Linked DNA regions of Sus scrofa: region 2 is linked to region 1. A link is a contact called in public Hi-C data. All regions are on one chromosome and are shown on one strand. Each heading gives the region's core, a stretch centred on a gene start, on an enhancer-like site or on the middle of the called end of the contact. The rest is flanking DNA. Distances are from core to core; before and after follow the strand shown. Region 1 holds the start of LOC100520317 (mitochondrial inner membrane protein COX18). Region 2 holds the start of ANKRD17 (ankyrin repeat domain 17).

Region 1 (6,599 bases), core at 4,096-6,595:
GTCTTAAAATATATAAATTTTGTTTTTGTGCCTGTCTATGACTGATACGACCAAATTTAACAGAGAAGTTAAATGATATCCTACAAAAATTATAGTTATGATATAAAATTATAGCACTTTAGTAAGAAAGGGGTATGATGCTATTTAACAGTATTTTATGTATGACTTTTGCTACTATCCTATAATTTTTTTTTCTTAATTTCTTTCCTGTGTTTACTGGGGTTATTTTCTAATTAAAATAATCCTTCTAGATAATAGATACTACCCAGTATTTATCACAACACATGACTTGTGTTGACTCACAGAACTGAATTTCTTAAGATGATGTGTCTTACTAAAAAAGAAGAGGAAAAAAAAAAAACCTATATATTTTTTTACTTTAAAACAATGGGACTGGGAATACTGATAGGAATGCTCCTTATTCAGTTTTAGGGATCAGGCTTGTTAAATACAATACTATGGTTTTAGAAGTCTGTACTAGGAATATTTTTCAAATACATTTTTTATATTTTTCAGATGTAATGCAGTACATTTTTATTTGAACAATAAAAAAGAAAACATAATATTTTGAGACCATGTAGGTCTTTTTTCCCCCCTTTTTGAAAGTATGTGGTGTGTGTAATTGCAGACTACATAATGTATTTCTTTTCTCTTATTCTTTTAAGAAGTGATTTAACTCTTAGTAATGTTAGGTTAGTTCACACCTTAAATCCCAAAATAGTTAATACCCTAATTGTTCTATTATCTGTTTATACCAACCATTCCGTTTTAGAGATGATTTTGTTTACTGATGCCAACAGAATCCCCATTTCATGCCTTTTCAACATATATTAACATATTTGTGAAAAGTGATTTTAGTATTCATGTGAAAGATACTCTCCCTTCTGATTCCTTTTTCTATAAAGTTATTTCATTTTATTAGTAAGTGAAAATTTTTGGTAAATTATTTTACAGTCACTTTTCAGGGGAAAAAAAAAGGAGGTAAATAATTTACTACTTTTACTTTCCTGTCTTCTTTTTCATGAAAATATTATTCCATCTTTCAATTCAAATGTCCTAAATACACATTTCATAAAATCCATTTACATACTATATTATCCACTTTATTTTTAAAACAATACAAAGTATTAAATAGGAAAACTCAAGATCACAAAACCTCTTCAGATCCTCTGACTTATTTGATCTTTTTCACTTAGATATTTTTAAGAAACATTCATTCACACAAAACTGATATTACAGAACATTTAAAGAATGTCAAAACTGGGTAAGATCCCCGACCCGGTGCAGTAGGTTGTAAAGGATCTAGCGTTGCCACAGCTGTAGCATAGGTCACAGCGAGGCTTTGGTTCAGTCCCTTGCCCGGAACTTTCATATGCCATGGGTGTGGCTATAAAAAAAAAGAATGCCAAAACTTTCAAGTGACAAATTTTTAAATCAGAATTATTTCAAAATGATTAAAATATCAAAGGAAAACCATTCACTGTTTCTCATCGCTAATATAGAGATTCAGTATCCTATTGCTCAATGTATTTTTACTTTGGTGTTCCCGTTGTGGCTCAGTGGTTAATGAATCCAACTAGGAACCATGAGGTTGCGGGTTCTATCCATGGCCTTGCTCAGTGGGTTAAGGAAGGATCCAGTGTTGCCGTGTGCTGTGGTGTAGATCACAGACGCGGCTCAGATCCAGCATTGCTGTGGCTCTGGTGTAGGCCGGAGGCTACAGCTCTGATTAGACCCCTAGCCTGGGAACCTCCATATGCCGCAGAAGCGGCCCTAGAAATGGCAAAAAAGACCAAAAAAAAAAGTATTTTTACTTTAATGAATCTATTTCAAATGTCTTTTAATATTAATGTTTGGTGAACTTACACTATATCAATTCTGGATGCACCTGAATCTTTGGAAATATATATCCTGTTGATAAATGCTTTAACAAATCACAATACTCAGTTAACTGCTGTTACTGTGAAATAATTGGTTGTAATTCCAGGTGACTGGAATTTAGGATGAGAGCATTATTAGTGCTTTAATACTACCTACTGTGTTACACATTTTGATTGCAAAAAATAATTTCACTTGTATTTTGGGTCGATGACAAGAGAGGAAAATGTCCCACTGTTGCTTTGATATAAATAAGAATTTCTTTATGAGACATTTGGAATACAGAACTAATAGACACAAGGGGTTTCATATTAGACTTCTGCCTTTAAATGAATTCACACTTTTGATAGGTAAAAGCCAATTTTGCATTCTCAATACTTTAAAAGATGAATGATGTCATAGGAGGATTTCTTTTTTTTTTTTTTTTTTTTTTTTTGGCTTTTTAGGGCCACACTGGTGGCATATGGAAGTTCCCAGGCTAGTAGTTGAATCAGAGTTACACCACAGCCTCAGCAATGCTAGATCTGAGCCGAATCTGCAAGCTATACCACATTTCATGGCAACACCGGATCCTTAACCCACTGATCTAAGCCAGGGATCGAACCCACATCCTCATGGGTCCTAGTTGGGTTTGTTATCACTGAGCCATGCTGGGAACTCCAAGGATATTTTTTTAATGAAAGAAAAACTAATTTTGTATTAGGTAGCTTTAGTTTTGAAAAGTAATGCATTAAAGAAATAGGAAAAAGAGAATTTAATTCTGATTCCAAGAGATGATTTTAACAATTGCTCATGAAAATATCCTGTAAAGTTTCTTTTGTCAAACATTTCAAAAAGCCTATTTGGGAAGTGAGATTTTTTTTTTTTTTTTTTCTTTTTACAGCCACCCCTATAGCATATGGAAGTTCTCAGGCTAGGGGCAAATCAAAGCTGCAGCTGCCAGCCTACACCATAGCCACAGCCACAGCAATGCAAGATCAAGCCACATCTGTGACCTATGCTGCATCTTGCGGAAATACGGGATCCTTAACCCACTGAGCAAGGTCAGGGATCAAACCTTCATCCTCATGGATGCTAGTCAGATTTGTTTCCACTGCACCACAACAGTAACTCCCTGGATTGAAATTTCAGAAACTGCAGAAAGTTAATTATAGTCTTTATTTTATGGAGCTTAAATTAAAAAGTTAGCTGTGTGGTGTAGTAATAATAGAAGACAGGAATAGGCTAATAATAAATGTTGACCTTTTTAAAAATGTTTAATTTGGAGTTCACATTGTGGCTTAACAGTAACAAACCCAAATATTATCCATGAGGATGCTGGTTTGATCCCTGCCCTCACTCAGTGGGTTAAGTATCTGGTGTTGCCGTGAGCTGCAGTATAGGTTGCAGACACAGCTCGGATCCTGCATTGCTGTGGCTGTAACATGGGCTGGCAGCTGCAGCTCTGATTTGACCCCTAGGCTGGGAACTTCCATATGCCTCAGGTGTGGCCCTAAAAAAAGCAAAAAAAAAAAAAACCCTAATATGTCCATCTACAAAGTATTAGGACTGCTGTAACTTCAGTTGGTTGGTTTGCCCAGTATCTGTATAGTGATTTTGTACTCTATTCTGCTAAAGATATAATGTATCACAGTGTTTGTAACCGGTGTGTGTGTGTGTGTATGAGTGCTAACACTTTACTTTTGCATTGGGCTTTGTAATTGACAGATATATCTCCCAACATTCTCTACCAAGTTGGTAGCAAGTTCTGATCATCATCCCCATTGTCAAAAAAAAAAAAAAAAAAAATGTTTTTTTGGTCTAGCTCAGGGCTTTTGGAAGTTCCCGGGCCAGGGATTGAACCCATATTACAGCTGTAATGAGAACCATAACAATGATAACTGAAAGATCCTTAACCTGCTGAATCACAATGGAACACCATTATCCAAGTTTTAAAATGTATGTTTACATATATGAAATTAGCATAAACTTGAATCAGATCACAACATTCAAACTTAAAACAATGGAATATTTTAAAGTTAGAGTATGTCGCGCCTGTTGTGGCTCACCAGGTTAAGAACTGACTAGTATCCATGAGGTTGTGGATTTTATCTTTGGCTTTGCTTAGTGGGTTAAGGATCCACCATTGCCGTGAACTGTGGGTTGGATCTGGCGTTGCTGTAGCTGTGGTGTAGGGTGGCAGCTGCAGTTCTGATTCAACTCCCTAGCTCCAGGAACTTCCATATGCTGTGCATGCAAGCCTAAACTTAAATAAAAAATCCCTTTCCAGTTTAAATCAGTAGTCAGTAGCAACCAGTTGTGGGTTTTTTTTTTTTGTTTGTTTGTTTTGTTTTATTATTTTTACCTTGAGGGGATAGGGATATAGATAAATAGGCTTTTACTTTTAAAGGGGAAATTCTATATATAGCATATATTGGGATGTGTGTTAACATTTAAAAATTCACGAACAGATTTATCAGTCGTTTTGAAGCAAAATGATCCAGAATTCAGAGGAAAGTATCTGGTACTCTTGGGTAGGTGTACAACAAAGCAGCTACAGTCAGACACTACCCTAGCCTTTGTCAGAACCTTACTTTTAATCAATATTTCATTCCTCCCAGCACAATTTGGCTTCTAGGTCTAGGGAGGGACCTTCTTTGAGGAAACTCCTTCATGTCATTCCAGGGTGTTTCCTTTTGCCAGGAACACAAAATTAAACACTAGTCCATGTACATTTAACCTGTCCCTTTTAACCAGAAGACAACAAATGTTGCTGTTCAGGCTCTTGCAAGCTTATACAGTCCATAGAATATATGTTGAGCCCCAGTAAAGAATTCACCGTGCTACGAGTGATAATTCCTCTACCTCAAGAGAGAGTACTTTATCCTTAATATAAAAAGTTTGTTGCTCTTTATAATGAAAGATAAAACAAGTTGGAAAGAAACAAAAAATCCCCACTGATGTTGGGCCTAAAAATGCGTATTAAAACAGTTGAGCCAATTAAATATACTACCGACTAAACTGCCTAGTGCATAAAGGTTACTGATTAAAACTCTGGGTGGGTCAAACACTTGCCTCTCTCCAAACTGACATTTCAGCAAGGTGTTGACACCTGGTAGTATAATCTACTTTGATCTCTGGCAGAATCAATCGTGGAGCAGATAAAGAGGTGGGGGGCATCTTCTGATCGCAAAAAAAAAAAAACAAACAAAAAATACCCGTAAAGCTAGCTTGAGTAGCTTAAGCGAAAAAGAATGTTAAAGCATCGGCCAAAGACTGACTTTACTAGGAGAGCACTTCCTTAGAGAACTCCCCGCCCGACTCAGGATCGCTTGCTCCGCCCCCTGCAAATCCGGTCCAGCTTCAGAGGAGCTCCTGGCCAAGCCGCGCGAAAGTTTCGTACGTGCGCAGTAGGCCCGCTCAGTGCCGCGTGGGAAAGGCGGGACTTCCCTACCTCGAGCGTCATCTCCAGTGCGACGCTAGACGTCACTGGCTTGATTGGGAAGGGCAATTGTGGCTGCCGGCAGGCTCACGCCCACTTTACACCCCGCGTCGCCGGCGCAGGCGCATAGTGGCCTCGGCGCAGTGGGGTTCGCGGCTCCTGCCTGAGGCCGTGGTTTCGAGCTCAGTCCGCTGCGGGGAGGAGATGCTGTCTCGACTCAGCGTTAGGTGGTTGCGGCCACTGCCTGCCCTGCCGCTGGGGCCCCTGAGTGTCCGGCTCGCGCCGGTCCCAACGGACAGCGCCAAGCGCTCCGCTTTGCCAGTGTGGGCGGTGGCGCCGGTCTCTGCAGTTGGTCCGGGCGGTGCCGGTGGCTGGTACGAGGCCTTGGCTACGTCGGCTCCGGTGCAAGGCGCCGAGGACGTGCTGCTTAATGTGCACTCTGCCACGGGCCTGCCCTGGTGGGGCAGCATTCTCCTCACCACCGTGGCCCTGCGCGGCGCCATCACGCTGCCCCTGGCCGCCTACCAGCACTACATCCTAGCCAAGGTGAGGGGCGCGAACCGCGCGTGGACCCTGCGTATCTGCTTCCGTGGTGAGCAGTGGTTGAGGTCTGCATGAAGCTCAAGATCCCCAGATACTTCCGGAGCGCTTAGTGTTCATCATCAGCACCAGTAAAGCAGCGAGCTTCTTCACAAAGAAGAATCAATGTTGGACAGAAATAAATGCAACATTTTTGTGGCTCTGTGACTGCCGCAGAGCTTTTTAAAGACTCTTAATTAGTAGACTTTTGTTTCCTCAGTTTACATTACTGGGAAATCCTGGAATTGAAACAAAGTGCAGGGTGCAGTTCTCGTTTAATCCTTACAATAACCTGTGAAGTAGGTGCTGTTACATATTTTATGTTTGAGGGAACAGGACTTGAGGGTTATATAATTTGCCCTAGATCCACAGGTAAGTGTACAAGCTGGAAATTGAATTTGGTTGCAGCTGAGGATATCTTAAAACAAATTAACATCTTAAAGTTTCTTGACATGACCAGTAAACCACATTTTTAAATGAGCCGAGGGAATAGAACCATTAGGAATGGTTGTGAATAAAGATCCTTTATGTGCTTATAACAAAGTCTACTTTTTCTTTAGCTAGGTGGAAAATTTGCAGCCAGAAATAAAAAACATTTCAAGACATCTTAACCAAGAAGTTGCAGTTCGTGCACATCAGTTGGGATGGTCCAAAAGAGCTGCCAGGTAAACTAATTATATGCCTATAAGACCATGAATAAATAAATAAATAAATAAAACGT
Region 2 (6,416 bases), core at 729-3,228, 180 kb before region 1:
TGAAGAAAAGATAATAAAAGAGAAAGTGGGGGTTGGAACTAGAGTACAGATGGATAAGTCATCTTGTATAAGAGCAAAGAATGTCAAGTTCCTCTGACACTGAAGGAAAGGAAAGATGCAGAAGTACTGAAGTTTCCAGCATTTGGAAAATTGAAGGACTCTGTGACTAATAGCATCAGTCTTCTTGTGACGTTTGAAGCAAAGTCATATAATGAAACATGGCTGGGATTTAAAGAATCCAAATGTATTCTGGTGGGAAAGGAGAAAACGGTGCTGAAGAATATTTAAGAGGGAGGAGTCCAGCTGAGATTACAGACCTAAACTTGTGGTGGTTAAGCTACACAGTGTAGTCTACTGTTCTGCACAGGAACTTAGCTACCATTTCTTAGGAGAGAAACAGGGAGATGGTTAGCACTTTGGGCATATATTTACTATAGCACTCACACTTTACACTATTAAGCCCCTGTAAGTAGACTTAGACTTTATTAACTATGCACACAGTAGGCACATGAATTTTCACTTGAATGAATTGATTCAATCATTGCCAATAGTACTCTGTAGAGTACTGGCAACTGCCCACATTTCATATGGTATGCCAGTGCTAAAAAGAAAAAAAAGCTAAAAAAAATTCAGGCACATTCAGCTAAACTTAGCAGTCTTAAAATGGCAACTATGTCAGCTGAGACATACTTTTTATCTTGCGCCAGTACATCTGCCTTTGATGTTTCCTTCATTTTCCTTATGCCACTGTGTTCATATTGAACCAGAAAGGGCTAATTCTGAGTTCAATAAGCTACGCTATTATTTCAAAAGTCCTGAAAGTTCTTCAGACACCTACAAATGAACCCACAACCCTTATCACGATATTCCTTCCAAGAGATTCACAGACAAGGATGATTACTTATGATGCTCACTGCAGAGATAAAAGCCAAGTCGGTGAGAGGTGGAAGGACTAAATCGGGGTCATTCACTGACTCGTCTGCAAAGTATGGCACAGATCCTGCTTCCTTCTCCTGTCTTCTCCCCTTTAGCAACTTGGAGTTGTAGTGATCTCAGACATCACCTATTTGAACTCCTTTATGTCACACAAGTGTAAACCTCAGATTGAGGGAATCTATAACCAGAGACTTAAACTTAGGCAGAGGGACCTCTTTCCTTTACACGACGCCATCGCTCTAGATCCAAAGCCCTAACTCACCATTTGGAGGTGGAAAAAATGGCCAGGAACGAAACTACGTACAACCGTCCAGAACCAGGCCCCACCTCCCGGATCTGGCGGTCGGGGCCTCCAGCTAACAAAGCCTCGGGCCCGCACTTCTGTGCCGGGTTCCCCCCCGACCCGGCCGCTCCCTCCAGCCCGCCCGCCCGCCACAGGCACCGCAGCACTGCCCGCCCGCAGAGGCCCGGGACCCGGCCCTCGAAATCTCACTTTCGTCTTTCGGCCACCCGCGCGCCACCGCTCAGGCGACGGCTGATGGCGTCACCTGTACTTCCGCCTGCGGCTGCGTTCTAGTCACCAGCGAGGAAGGAAGAAGGGAGGTCTGAAGGGCTGTGTGTGGGGGAAATTGCGAGGAAAGAGAAGAAATCCGGGTGCTCGCGGGCGCTACGGCAGTGGCTGCGGCCTTCTCTGCCCCGCCGTCCCCCCATCGGAAGCCGCCCTAGGCACACTCGCCCCGACTCCGGGTGGTCTCCCCTGCGCTGGATCGCCCGATACCCTGGTCTCCCTCTTCGCCTCTTCACCCCCCCCCCTTGCTCCTCACGCTCCCTCCCTCCCATCGTCAGGCTCCCCGCCCTTAGTATCGCGAGACGAGGTGAGAGCTGGCGGAGCGGCGGCGGCGGCGGCGGCAGTAGAGGTGACCGAGGCGGTGGCGGCGGAGGCGGCCCCGAGCGCTGTGTTGGCCCTGGTGCGGCCGAAGTCGCGGTAGAGCGTAGCCCCCACGCCCCTCCCCCGTCCGCGCCCTCCCTCTTTCCCAGGAGATGGAGAAGGCGACGGTTCCGGTGGCGGCGGCGGCGACGGCGGCTGAGGGAGAAGGGAGCCCCCCGGCGGTGGCGGCAGTGGCGGGCCCCCCCGCGGCGGCGGCGGCGGCGGAGGTCGGCAGCGGCGGCGGCGGCGGCGGCGGCGGCGGCGGCGGCGGCAGCAGCGGGGCTCGCTCGGCCTCGTCTCCTCGTGGGATGGTGCGAGTCTGCGACCTGCTCCTGAAGAAGAAGCCGCCGCCGCAGCAGCAGCACCACAAGGCCAAGCGTAACCGGACTTGCCGACCCCCCAGCAGTAGCGAGAGCAGCAGCGACAGCGACAACAGCGGCGGCGGTGGAGGCGGCGGCGGCGGAGGAGGTGGCGGCGGCGGCACCAGCAGCAACAACAGCGAGGAAGAAGAGGACGACGACGACGAGGAAGAGGAGGTTTCTGAGGCAAGGGCCTGGTTTCAAAGGCAGAAGGGAGGAAGGGAGTGTAAAGGGTCGGGGCCAAAGGTGGGAGGGGACTTGCGGTGGGACAGATTCCTGTGGGCTTGATCTGTCTCCGGGGCCAGGCTTTCCCCTGCCCTCTTTCTTTCCCCGGCCGAAATCGTGAGGTGTGGGCATGTGGGGGAGGGTAGCTGACACGTGGGGGTGGGAGGACCACAGCGGCCCCGGAGTGGATGAACAGCACATTACCCTGGGATGGTTCACACGGTTAAGGATGGAGGGAATTGGTTAGATTCCTTATTTGCACACCCGGCGGGGTCGGTCTCAGGCCAGTAGGGCCAAGTTACTCCAGGGGCGGGGGCGGGACTGGGACCCAAGCGGGGAGGGCTAAGTTAATAGGCAGAGGAGTCTTTGGGGGACCGACTAGGATGCCGGCAAATTTCTCCCACTTGGGAGGCGGAGAGGAGCAGTTTCGGGAGAGGCAAGGTTGTAATGGACTCAGAGCTAAGTATTTGTGTCTGTGAGAGACACGTGAGGAGGAGCTGTACTTTTCCATACTGTTCTGCTGCAGGTTTTTTGTTTTGTTTTTTTCCCCGAACTATTGTAAGTGCTGAGCTAACCTTCACTTCCTTGATCTCAAGGATTTTAGATGAACTGATCTTAACATTCATATACATTTATGTGTAACTCAGTGGATGAAAAATATATTTGATCCTTACATGTACATACTCATACATTTGCAAATATTTCCTTCCTGTTGCTTCCCACATAATATGGGGCAGCTAAAGAGTCTGCTTTGGAGCCAGGCATGGTTGTGGTGAATTGGAATAGGAAGGCCTCTTGGTTTGTCCTAGTGATCTGGTTTCATAATAACTGTTTATAATTTTTCCTGGGTCCACAGACAGGCGGCGTTGCAGGACCTATTCTTCAAAGAAGGCCTTTTAACCAAAAACTCACTAAAACATACCATAGTGAGAACAGACTAAGAGTTATCAGCTCTTTTGTAACTCTTGTCCACTCCCTGAAATGGAAGCTAGAGAATCTTGGTCTGAAGAAAGAAGTTGTAACTTCAGGCAGCAGAAGAAAAACACCTTTAGAAGCTGATTATAAATTTAGTTGTAAGAGGGAATAACTGAATTATCTAGAAGGGCCGCCTGCTATTTTTTCTTGTCCACAAACACAGCCTATTTTGGTACAAGGCTGTTTTTTTTTTTTTTTTTTTTTTTTTTTTTTCCCGAAAATTGCATTATTGGATCTTGGGTTCTGTTCAAATAGGAAAATACCTTTTAAAGAGTTTGAGACTTGTCTATTATTTAAAGACCAGATTCTCTTTTACCTCAGACTGGGTGAAGTTATATCAGTAGAGATGTAATAGTTCAAGTATGTATACCAAAAAGATGGCCACTCCCTGCTAACTGAATTCTGAGGCTACCTTTGTATTGATAGACTTTGTATTGACCTAGGATAGTGTGTCGCTTCTGCTACACTTTAAACAGTAAAGAGAGGGATGTGACAGGATCCTTATTTCTTAGTAAAATCTATTATGGTAGTTAGAATCTTCCAATTGTATTATTTTTTTGGAGATGAGAAACGTTTTGGAGGTAATCTCATTCAACCTTTTTATGTTAGAAATGAGGAAACAGGGTTTTTTTTTTTTGTTTTAGAGGAAACTGGTGGGTAGCAGTAAAAGTAGAAATCAAAGTTTTCTAATGATTCAAACCAGTATATGTTTTATGACTATTTCTTGTGCTCCTCTCTTTTCCTCTTTCAAAAAATAGGCAGTGAATTGCAAGGTAACACAATAATGCAGCTGTGGCAACATACCAATATTTTATTAAGATTTTAAATTCTCTTGACAAAATATCAAGCTCTGGTTTGGAACTCTTAGCAGGTTGAATGCAGTGCAGTACTAATTGAAATATTATGCTGTAAACTTCACATACCTAGATAGTTATCTCCATTGGAATTTGGACTAATAAGCAAAACTTCTAATAATTCCTTAAATCATTTAGAATAGGCTTAAACTTGTAGGTGTGTTAGTGAGTCAGGTTTGTTTTCCTTGGGAGATAGGAATGATATATGGTAACTGATCAACTAGGATGATGTTTTCTTTGTTTTTAATATGCTTTATTCTGCCTTCTGCACAGTGGTTTAAACAATGGCTTTGCCATTTGTTATGGAGATGAGTCAGGAGAAATAAATGTAAGAAAGTACAACCATTAAAAATAAATCTATACTGGTACATGATTAAGACTAAGCAGACAGGAGTACAATATGTCTATGCACCTGCCTCCATCTTGACCAAAACAGAGAAATAAATAAACCTTGAGATTATCATTCCAATAAACATCATCAAAAGGTTACAAAAGAACAAGAAAGGTTATAGTTTTTGGGTATTTAACCTGAGAAGGTTGAGGATAATTAAAAATATATGTTTGCTGTGATGAAATGTTAGTTGGATGTTTTGTATATCTGCTGAAAGAGGGACCGTTGGAAGGAAAAGAGATTTATATAAGAGTTTTATTTGAGTGTTCAAGATGAAGAATTTAATTTTTACTAAGTGTTAGTGTACGTTATTGAGAATTGGATTTTCTCTTTAGTATTTCAGAATAGGATAATTGTGTTTTAGACAATTTGTATAACTTCAGATATACCTGTAAGTAAAAGTATAAGACCAAGAGCTCTCCTCTTCCTTCTCCCACCTTCTGGATTTGATGTAAAAGCCTTAGGTCAAAAGTTGAAAATTGCATAACTTTCTGGGCTTTCAGTGGGTGACTGACTAATACGGAAAATAGAAATGTATTTCCTAACATAAAAGTTCTGATGCACTTCTTTTCTGATTAGTGAACTAAATTAATTAGTTTACTCGAATATTATAAGAAAAAAATGTTGAAATTGCTAGAGTTGATATTCCATTTCAGAAATAACATTGCATTCTATTGAATCTATTTTTAAATGTATTTGAATGGCATCAGTGCTTGCTAATGTAGAATTCAGAGGTTGAGGGGAGCTGCTGTTAAAGGTAGAACTCATGTTCAAAAGTAACATTTTTGTTAAAGATGCATAAAATGTTAGTGCAGTAGGGGTTCATCAGAATTCATCTTATTTGGTAGGTATCTTGAGGTTTTAAATTTAAGAGACAGAAATTTTAGACATGGGGAACCAGTAAATAAATTAGTACTTACTTATTCACTCACTTTTGAAAGGATTTGCAAGGCTAGGATTTTCATGTATAAAAGCAAACATGAAAGAGGTAGGGTTGAGAAAGAACAGTTCAGAAGTAGATTGTGGCGATAGTTCGCTTCCAAATCTTTTTTTGTTAGTTTTTTAATAGAAAAATACTAAGTTCCTCTGTTATAGTGGTAGAATCCCACATTAGCCCAGAGTAGCTTATTTGTTCCCCAGTTGCTCTTCTTAATTGATCAAGTAATAATATTTGTAAACAAGATGTTAAGATCTTTGAAGCAATTGTTTTGTCTTAATTATCTTCTTTCCTATTCTGCTTAAGCACAGTATTTGATAAAACCTTTTGCAGTGAACACCTGGTAACTAGGGAGGATCTAGAATTCACTCAGGAAACCAAAAGAAGGAACATAGTTTCTTCCCTTCTTGGATCTGAGGTGCTGCAGAATAGCTGAAATTTGGATTTCAATATGTTGCGATTATTTAATTACTTCTCTTAGTGATGGTAATCTCTCATAGGTATTGGGAGAAAGCAATTTAAGCCAATAGACATTGATTGTTGAATTTCTGATAAGTACCTTAATCCTCCTGGATATATTTACATTTTAAAAACATAATAAAACTTGCATATTCAGTGCTTAATGTGCCTAACATAATGGTTAAGAGCAGGAATGGAGCTTGGATTCAGTTCCTTGATCACTCACAAGCTGTTGTGATCCCAGGCAAGTTGCATAACCTCTCTTCAGTTTCCTCATATGCAAACGGTGATAATGGTAGATTCTGTCTTACAGCATTGTGAAGAAAATTAAGTGAGTTAATACAGTTTTCAT

The links. A called contact is a pair of places that touch in the nucleus more often than the background predicts.
Region 2: a Hi-C map of skeletal muscle shows a contact between it and region 1, with 5 times the contacts expected there. The contact joins the promoter of ANKRD17 here to the promoter of LOC100520317 in region 1. A contact is called at or near these places in 2 of 5 promoter capture datasets (fetal liver and liver), 20 of 47 Hi-C or Micro-C datasets (alveolar macrophages, blood, embryonic fibroblasts and 8 more) and 2 of 2 datasets of contacts at active chromatin or transcription factors (alveolar macrophages and skeletal muscle).

Annotation. Positions count from the first base shown.
Region 1 is chr8:69,353,715-69,360,313 of Sscrofa11.1, reverse strand. LOC100520317 (mitochondrial inner membrane protein COX18) reads left to right here and starts at 5,345. Exons shown (of 10, transcript XR_002346392.1): 1 at 5,345-5,845; 2 at 6,443-6,543.
Region 2 is chr8:69,526,848-69,533,263 of Sscrofa11.1, reverse strand. It overlaps ANKRD17 (ankyrin repeat domain 17), which reads left to right and starts at 1,978. Exons shown (of 35, transcript NM_001201383.2): 1 at 1,978-2,097; 2 at 2,099-2,115; 3 at 2,118-2,409. The coding sequence starts at 1,978. LOC110261978 (a long non-coding RNA gene) reads right to left here and starts at 1,729. Exons shown (of 3, transcript XR_002346393.1): 1 at 1,430-1,729.